Regions from separate parts of the Anas platyrhynchos genome. Here region 1 is linked to region 2. A link is a contact called in public Hi-C data. All regions are on one chromosome and are shown on one strand. Each heading gives the region's core, a stretch centred on a gene start, on an enhancer-like site or on the middle of the called end of the contact. The rest is flanking DNA. Distances are from core to core; before and after follow the strand shown. Region 1 holds the start of SLC51A (solute carrier family 51 member A). Region 2 holds the start of RPL35A (ribosomal protein L35a).

Evidence for each region. A called contact is a pair of places that touch in the nucleus more often than the background predicts.
Region 1: a contact with region 2 is called in a Hi-C map of liver, with 2.2 times the contacts expected there. The contact joins the promoter of SLC51A here to the promoter of RPL35A in region 2. A contact is called at or near these places in 2 of 8 Hi-C or Micro-C datasets (liver and subcutaneous adipose tissue).

The regions. Positions count from the first base shown.
Region 1 is chr9:10,414,428-10,418,360 of IASCAAS_PekinDuck_T2T, forward strand. SLC51A (solute carrier family 51 member A) reads left to right here and starts at 1,730. Exons shown (of 9, transcript XM_027464153.3): 1 at 1,730-2,004; 2 at 2,158-2,252; 3 at 2,490-2,644; 4 at 2,751-2,824; 5 at 2,911-3,069; 6 at 3,149-3,260; 7 at 3,344-3,490; 8 at 3,624-3,729; 9 at 3,847-3,933. The coding sequence starts at 1,970.
Region 2 is chr9:10,202,243-10,206,150 of IASCAAS_PekinDuck_T2T, forward strand. RPL35A (ribosomal protein L35a) reads right to left here and starts at 2,210. Exons shown (of 5, transcript XM_027464765.3): 1 at 2,100-2,210; 2 at 1,751-1,793; 3 at 637-789. The coding sequence starts at 1,761. IQCG (IQ motif containing G) reads left to right here and starts at 2,311. Exons shown (of 10, transcript XM_027464760.3): 1 at 2,311-2,413.

The DNA.
Region 1 (3,933 bases), core at 480-2,979, 210 kb after region 2:
AGGCGGGTGCTCACCTGCCTTTGGCTCCTGCCCGTCCTGCCTGCCCTTGCCTGCAGCAGCAGCCTGTGGGGACACGGGGGATGACGGAGCCTGGTGGAGCACCCTGTGGCTGTACCTGGCACCGTGTGCTGTGCTCGGGGGACACAGGGAGGCCCAGGACATGAGCAGATTTGGGCAGGGAGCAGTGAGGAAGGTCACGGCGATGCTGCAGAGCCAGGCAGGGACCAGGAGCCAGCCCCACTGCCGGCCCCGGGGCTACGTGCGCCAAGGGGAGCAGGCTCCAGCATGTGCCAGCCCGGGCGGCACCGCGGGGCGTGCAGCACGTGTGTGTGCACGTCAGGGCAGGGCTCGGCCTCTCCAGGCCAAGGGATACGTGCGGCTCTTCCCCAGGGCGATGGGCTCAGGGGGCTGAGCAGAGGGTGGGGGACGCAGGGCAGCGGGACGGTCGTGGTGCAGCGCACTGCGACCCTCAGGGTGCAGGGTGTGGGCAGGGGGGCTGTGGTGCGTGGCACCCCGGGCACCCCATGTCCCTCACCTTCACGTAGCCGTCGCAGTGAGAGCAGTAGATGATGTGCTGCCGGCGGGGACGCTGGCACCTGCACCAGGGCTGCCGAATCGCTGTGCCACAGAGCTGCAGGACGTCCTCCCAGGTCCCTGGTGCGGGCGACACGATGGGGACACCGCTCCCCCCAACCCCCTGCTCTTGTATCCCGCACCCATCCGGGCGCCTCACCTGGCTGGGGGAGCCCCAGGCAGGCGATGCTGAACAGGATGAGGCTGGTGGCAGCCAGGATGGAGATGAGGAAGATGGTGCTGGAGATGGGGAGCAGCAGCAGGACGCGCAGAGCCAGCCAGCTGCACCTGCGGCAGGAGCGAGGGGAGGTCGGGAGCGAGCAGGCAGCGGGGTGCCCAGGCCCAGGGGGAGGTGGGCATGGGGGAAGAAGCAGCTCGGGGATGGCAGAGCTGATGCCCAGCTCCAACATCTGCAGGATGCCGACGTGGAAGGGCGGCTCTGTCACCCCGGGTGGGCAGGATGGGGCTTGGCACGCTGCCGTGGGGCGACTTACGGGCCCAGGAGCAGCAAGCAGAGGCACAGGAGGATGGAGAAGAGAAGGGGGGTGACGGGCTCCATGCTGGGCTGGGCAGCTGCCTGAAATTGGCCTCGCTGGGTGGTTGGCATCCCCTTCTCCTGGCCGCAGCCCAATGCCCCCACGCTGCTCCCACAGCAACCCCCAGAACCCCAGCCCCATGGCAACCGCAGCGGGGTGCTGGGGACGCTTTTGGGGTGCAGGTGGCACCCTGGCTCCTGCAGGACCCCTCTGCCTGAGTGTGGAAGGGCTTGAAGATGTCTGAAATCCCAGTATAAACCAGAGCCTGTGTGCCTCGGGGTGCTGGGGGGGTCACCAGGACCTCACCCCGGTGCTGGCACTGAGTGTGGGTGCAGAGCTGCGGTGCTGAGCAGGGCTGGCCCTGCCCTCTAGCGTCATGGGAGCTGCTCCCCGCGGGGCCCAGCCCCGTGCTGCCACGAGCAGGGCAGGTGCCACCACCGGGAAGGACAGACGGAAGGTGGCAGGCGTGGTGGCACCACCTCGCCCCCAGCCACCGCCGCAGAGGGGGCAGGAGGACGCACGGGGACCCCAGCACCACAGGACCCCCACCCAAACCCATCCGTGGGGTGCCCCAAGGGGCGGGCAGGCGGTGTCACGGCACCACAGGACCCCACACCCTGGGTTTTGGGGACACGCAGGCGCGATGGCACACGGACAGCCGCTCCTCTGGGTCGATAACCGGGCGGCCGAGGGGGTTGTGGGGCCGCCAATGAGTGCATGGAGCTGGTTAAACTTGAACGAGGCGCCCAAGCCTCCCCGAGGTCCCTGCCCTGGGGACTCTGACCCTGTGTAGGATCGGGGAGGGGACGCGGAGGCAGCCGAGCAGCCGCTGGGACAGAGCCGGGAAGCAGCGGGGCAGGATGGATCCCACCATAGAGCTGGCAGATGACCCCAGGTGGGTTGGGGGGACCCTCCCCGTGCTGCTGGGATGCTTCACAGCCACTTTTGGGAGCGGGATTTTGGGTTAAAGGAAGGGAGGGAGGGAGGCGGGGGGACCCCATGGGGCTGGGTGTCCCCGTGTCCCCAGCAGCGCTCCCTTTCTCCGCAGGTTCCCCCGCTCGCTGGTGGAGATGCTGATCGTGAACTTCAGCGTGCCGCCAGCCTGCTTCTCCCTGCCGCCCACCTCCCGGCAGCTGCTGAAGGGTAAGGGGGGAGCGGGCGGTGCAGGGGGAGCCTCCTCCTGTCCCCCTGGGGAGTGGGACAGGGATGAGGTATGGCAGGGGAAAGCAGGGGGCAGCCCCAAGGAAGGGGGGAGGCAACGGGGTGCTGCTGGGGGCTCAGCTCCCACCCCACAGCCCTGCCCAGGGGGGTGCTGGTGCTGTGCCAAAAGGAACAGGGGACAGGACGCGACCAAACCCCTTTCTCGCCCCTCCCCGGCAGAGCTGGACATGGTCCAACTCTCCATCATGGGCCTGGCCACCATCCTGACGCTGGTGTCGGTCGGCATCTACGTGGAAGAGGCCCTCTACCTCACCCACAAGATCCGCTGCCCCATCAAGATGAAGACCCTCCGCTGGAGCAGCTCGGCCCCCACGGTGAGCTGGGGATGGGGGCGGTGGGGTGGGGGGCACCCGAGGGATCTGAGCACCCCCCTGGGGGGACGGGGAGAGGCTGCGTGCCATGCCCACGTCTCCCCCCAAGGTCGTGGCCGTGTTCAGCTGCTTCGGGCTGTGGATCCCGCGCTCCATGATGGTGGTGGAGATGGCCACCACGATGTGAGTAATGCCTGCCCCGGGGAGAGGGGCTGGGGAGCCCACGGGAGCCGAGCGCCTCCTCTCCTCATCCTCTTCTTCCTCGCCAGGTACTTCTCCATCTGCTTCTACCTCCTGATGCTGGTCATGGTGGAGGGCTTTGGGGGCAAGGAGGCGGTGCTCAGCACCCTGAAGGACGTGCCCATGGTGCTCAACACCGGGCCCTGCTGCTGCTGCTGCCCCTGCCTGCCCCGAATCACCATGAGCAGGTGAGGGAGGGCTGGGGCAGAGGAGAACACCCCCGGCATGGAAACCTCGGGGTGCCACCGACCTCTCTCCCCGTGCCAGGAGCAAGCTGCGGTTGCTGATGCTGGGGACTTTCCAGTACGCCTTCTTCAGGACGGCCGCCGTGTTTCTGGGGCTGGTGCTGTCTGCTGACGGGAACTACAACCCCGCTGATGTGAGTGCTGCAGCGTGGGGCCGGGCAGGGTGACGGCTGGTGGCTCTGGCAGCCCAGACGCATTTCCTGCCTTCCCCTCCCAGATCTCGGCGGAGAGCGTGGCGCTCTGGATCAACACCTTCGTCGGTGCCTCCACCCTCTTCGGGCTGTGGTCTCTGGGCATCCTGTTCCGACAGGCCCGGGTGCATCTGGCGGAGCAGAACATCCAGGCCAAGTTCACCTGCTTCCAGGTAAGCCCGAGCACAAGGAGCGATTCACAGCACGGGCTGGAGGTGTGCGGGGACAGGACCTGGTGGTAGCCAAGATCTAGGTCCAGCTGCGGGTGGGAATGGTGTCCTCCCCTCGGGGGTGTTGTGCTTGCAGGTTCTCCTCGTCCTGACAGCGCTGCAGCCTGCCATCTTCAGCATCCTGGCCAACAACGGCAACATCGCCTGCTCGCCGCCCTTCTCCTCCAAGGCCAGGTCGCAGCGTAAGTCGGGAAATGTGGATGGCTCGCTCCTGGCCGAGCACCTCCAGCACACAGCAGGGTACGGACACGGTTGATGAAGGCATCTTCGACCAACCTGTCTCTGTTTCTCGCTTCCAGAGATGAACATGCAGCTGCTAATCCCGCAAACCTTCATCCTGGCGGTGGTGGCGCGGATGTATTACCGCAAGCAGGATGACAAGCCGG
Region 2 (3,908 bases), core at 960-3,459:
AGAAGAAAAGCCACGTCATTTTCAAAATGATGCTGGTCACACAAACAGCCTGATAAGTTTTATTCAAGATAATTCTCAACTTCTGTATCAACAATTATGCTCAAAGAACAAAAAAAATAAGTGGAAAGCAATAAGCAACCACTCTGAAGACCTCCACCGATGCCAGCACAGCAGAAGCGCTCTGACATGGACATGCCAAAGCCAGGATAAACTCCTCCAACCTTCACAAAATATTCTGCCATTAAATATCCCAATAACAGTGTTCACCACAAGTTCATCACACCTCCATCTGCTCTATCAACCTGCCTTTAGTTTTTGCCAGACCCAAGCAAAGATTGCTTTTCTTCCTGTTTGCCCTTTAATACATCCTTTGTAACAGTGACTGATTATTATACATTAGGTTCATGATCTGAATGATGGACACATAGGTCAACTAATTAAAAAACAACAAACGACTTCAAACTTAAGAACAAACAAGGAAACTGCTCTACACAATACTGTATGGACATTGTTTGCAAGCTGAGCTTTCTCTTTTTGTTCTATCTCAAGATACCTAAGTAGACTGCTCACACCCCAGCATTTGCAAAACCTGGCATAGAAGTTGACAGATTTAGTTTAGCAGTAAAAATGACTTACTTTTTTGCTTTGTACACATAAGCACACCTCTTGCCCAAGTAGAACTCTGTCTCCTGGCGAGCATAGACCCCTTCAATTTTCAGAAGGGCGGTGTGCTCCCGCTGGTTTCGGAGGCCACGTTTGTAGCCAGCAAAAATGGCCTTAGACCACAACCTAAAGACATTGAAAATGTACAAATTAACTCAGTCCAAAACGTTAAAGATAAAGCCAAACAACGTGCTCATTCAGAACAAACTATTTCCACACCAATAGAAATTTAGCTGGAGGAAAAAAAACAGTTCTACCAATTCTACCAGTTACTGCAGTTCTACCAATTACTGCAAGTCTTTACATTCAAGGAAGAAAGCTAAGTAACTGGGACAGTAGTCTACACACGTATACCACATAGAGTTTCTTGTGCTGCAGTTAAGCATGAGCTGCTGCAGCCAAAGATATTAGCAGCAATTCATTTGCAGCCTCAAACTGCAGTTTATGCGGACAGGCAGAAATAGAGGCCTACAACTCAGCGCACATGTGCTGGACTAACACAAACTCAACAATTCTCTATGACAAAAACTTGTGTTATACGCTTAAACCAATGGCATGGCTTATTCCACAAAACATGACCGTGTCACAACTGTATACAGCAACCATAATACCATGGTATTAAGCTAAATAACCCAATTCTATCTTCCACACAAAATAAACTGCATATAAATATTAAAACAAAACCCTAAGATTCAGTGTTAATCCCTCCACTATCTGTGAACCCAATCCTCCCTGTATCTATAGAAGAACACATCAGTGCTACAGAACCTCCATTAATCAATGAAACACTAAGATCAAAACCAAGACTACTCCAACTAATATTAACAGTCAACAATCTACTGACAGGCGTGGGACAAAACAAACAGCTACAAGCAGTTCAAGGCAAGGATTTCAGAATACGCATACCCAATTGTGGCGGTCTGACAGACACCCAGGATACTCAGGTGTACTGGCTAGAGAAGCTGCCGTGGAAGACCAGAGCAAGCACAAAACACAACCCACTGCCCGCAGCTTTAGCCAAACACTCACAAACGCCCCGTTTTTAGCAGAACCTGCCAAATCACGCAGCGTGGGGCGGCTCACTCACCTCCCGCTCATGGTGTCCTCCTGCAGCCCTGGTCCCGGCAGGCCTAGAACGACACACACACACCCCGTCAGCCTCCCCCGGCCCTGCCCGACCGCTACCTCCACCCCCGGGGCCTGCCCCTGCCTCACAGCGGGGGTGCGGGGGAGCCCTCGGCCGCCTCCCGGCACCGGCCGCTCCAGGCCTCAGGCGGCCTCCCGGCACCATCCGCCGCGCATCGGCGCCATCCCGCCCGCTCCTCGTCCCGCACGGCGCCAGACGGAACGCCCCGGGGGCCCCGCACCCGCCGGCAGCCCGATGGCGGGGGCAGCCCCCCCCGGTCCCGGCCCGGTGCCGCCGCGGCCCCGCTCACCCCTATGGCTGCGCACCAAGATGGCGGCGAAAGGGAGAACCCCGCGCGCTGCCTGCCGGGATACTCTCCGAGAAGGCCCCCACCGGCGGGCGGCCCCAATAGAGCCTGAGTGAAAAAAATAAATAGAAGCGACCCCAACAGCGCGCGGACACCGGCCCCGGGTCTCCGAGTGTCCGGTTTGGCGTCCGTTTTATTTTACTGGGGGGGAAGAACGGAGGGGAGTCGCTATAACCGTTGTTCAGGCAGTCCCACGGGCAGCCCCGCAAGGCCCCCGGAGCCGGGCGGTTGCCATGGAGACGGGGCCGCGGGGCCCGGTGAGCGCCGGGCCTGGGCCGGGAGGGGGGGGGAGCGGGGTTTGTGTGTGTGTGAGCGGGGATAAAATATAAACAGGGCTTTTTCTTACAGATCGGAGTGGAGGAGGGATGGAGGATTGTGAATTCTCCGAATTCTTCTGTTAGCTTCTGTTTTGAGGAAGGAATAAAGCAAAGTTCGCTCAGGTACCAGTGAGGAGCGCCCACCGCTCAGATATTCCTGATTTAAGGCCCAGCTGCTGCCGCTGTGGGGATTCAGAATTTTATTTATTTATTTATTTATTTATTTTTTCAAAACTGAGCTGTCAGAGATGTGACATTCTCAGCTTTGAGTTTTCTCATTGGTGTTTGTTAGTATATTCTTAAATAACTAAAAGAAATGCTGCAAAAAAAAAAAATGCTGCCCTTGAAGCCACTTCAGTTTGTCAGGGAGGATGGGAGAAATGTGCCTCCACGAATCTCACACAGCAGAGGGAGTTGCAATCCCCAGAGGAACAAGGCCAGACCTTTTATCCAGTTGTTTTAAAAATTATGTCTTGATATGTTTTTCTTTCCCTTTAGATCAGCAGAGAAAGAATGTCAGCCTAAGCTCTTGGGGGAAGCTGAATCCCTCACATACCTCTCTTTTTATTAATAGAGCTTAGCGAAGGAGTTCAGCAAAGCTCAGAGATTAAGGTCAATGTCAATATCAGGATGGTCTGCGGGCACTGCGTTAATACTAAAATCCAGTGAGAGCACCTCGCTGCTTGTAGCATTTCTAAATGCCCCAGACAGTGGTTTCCTTCCCACTTCCAAGTCAACATAAGCCCAGGCAGAGCTTACTGGTTTGGCACAAGCATTTGCTGAGTGAGTATATGCCTGTTAGAGCAGCTGTAAGAGGAGATATGTAGGAGGAGCAAACCAGCAAGTTTTAGAGAAACATTCCTGCTGTGAAGTTTTCTTAACACACATTAACAGCTTGAGTTAACTCTCTGCTGGACAGAAGTTGTTCATGCAATAGGGGAAAAGCATTCCATCTGCCTTTACTTCCAGCTAAGTCACTTTTTCCTGTGAGAGCTGCAAGCGTTATTTCTACTTTGAAGAATGCTGTCATAGTCATCGGTGAAAGCTCTCTCACAACAATGCTTTTTTCTCCATATTTTTAGCATTAAGACTCCACATGAATTAGATTATTCACTGTTATTTAATCTCAATATGTAGATAATAGATTTCTTAAAAAGATAAAAATGTATGAGAAATTTAAAAAATCATTTTATTAGTGCCTGTTAGCTGGAAACAAATACATAAAATCTACACTTTTATTTCATTCTAACTGTTATGGTATTAACAGACATCTCATAGACCTTAACTAAAAAGTGACCGTATATTCCACTCCAGTGAAATTAATTTCATGCTGTAGTTGTAAATTACTCTATTTTCTTCAACAGAAACAACAAAGAGATAGAAAGACAAATGGTACCAGTTTCTGAACTCGCACAGCAAATATGCCTATTTTTTA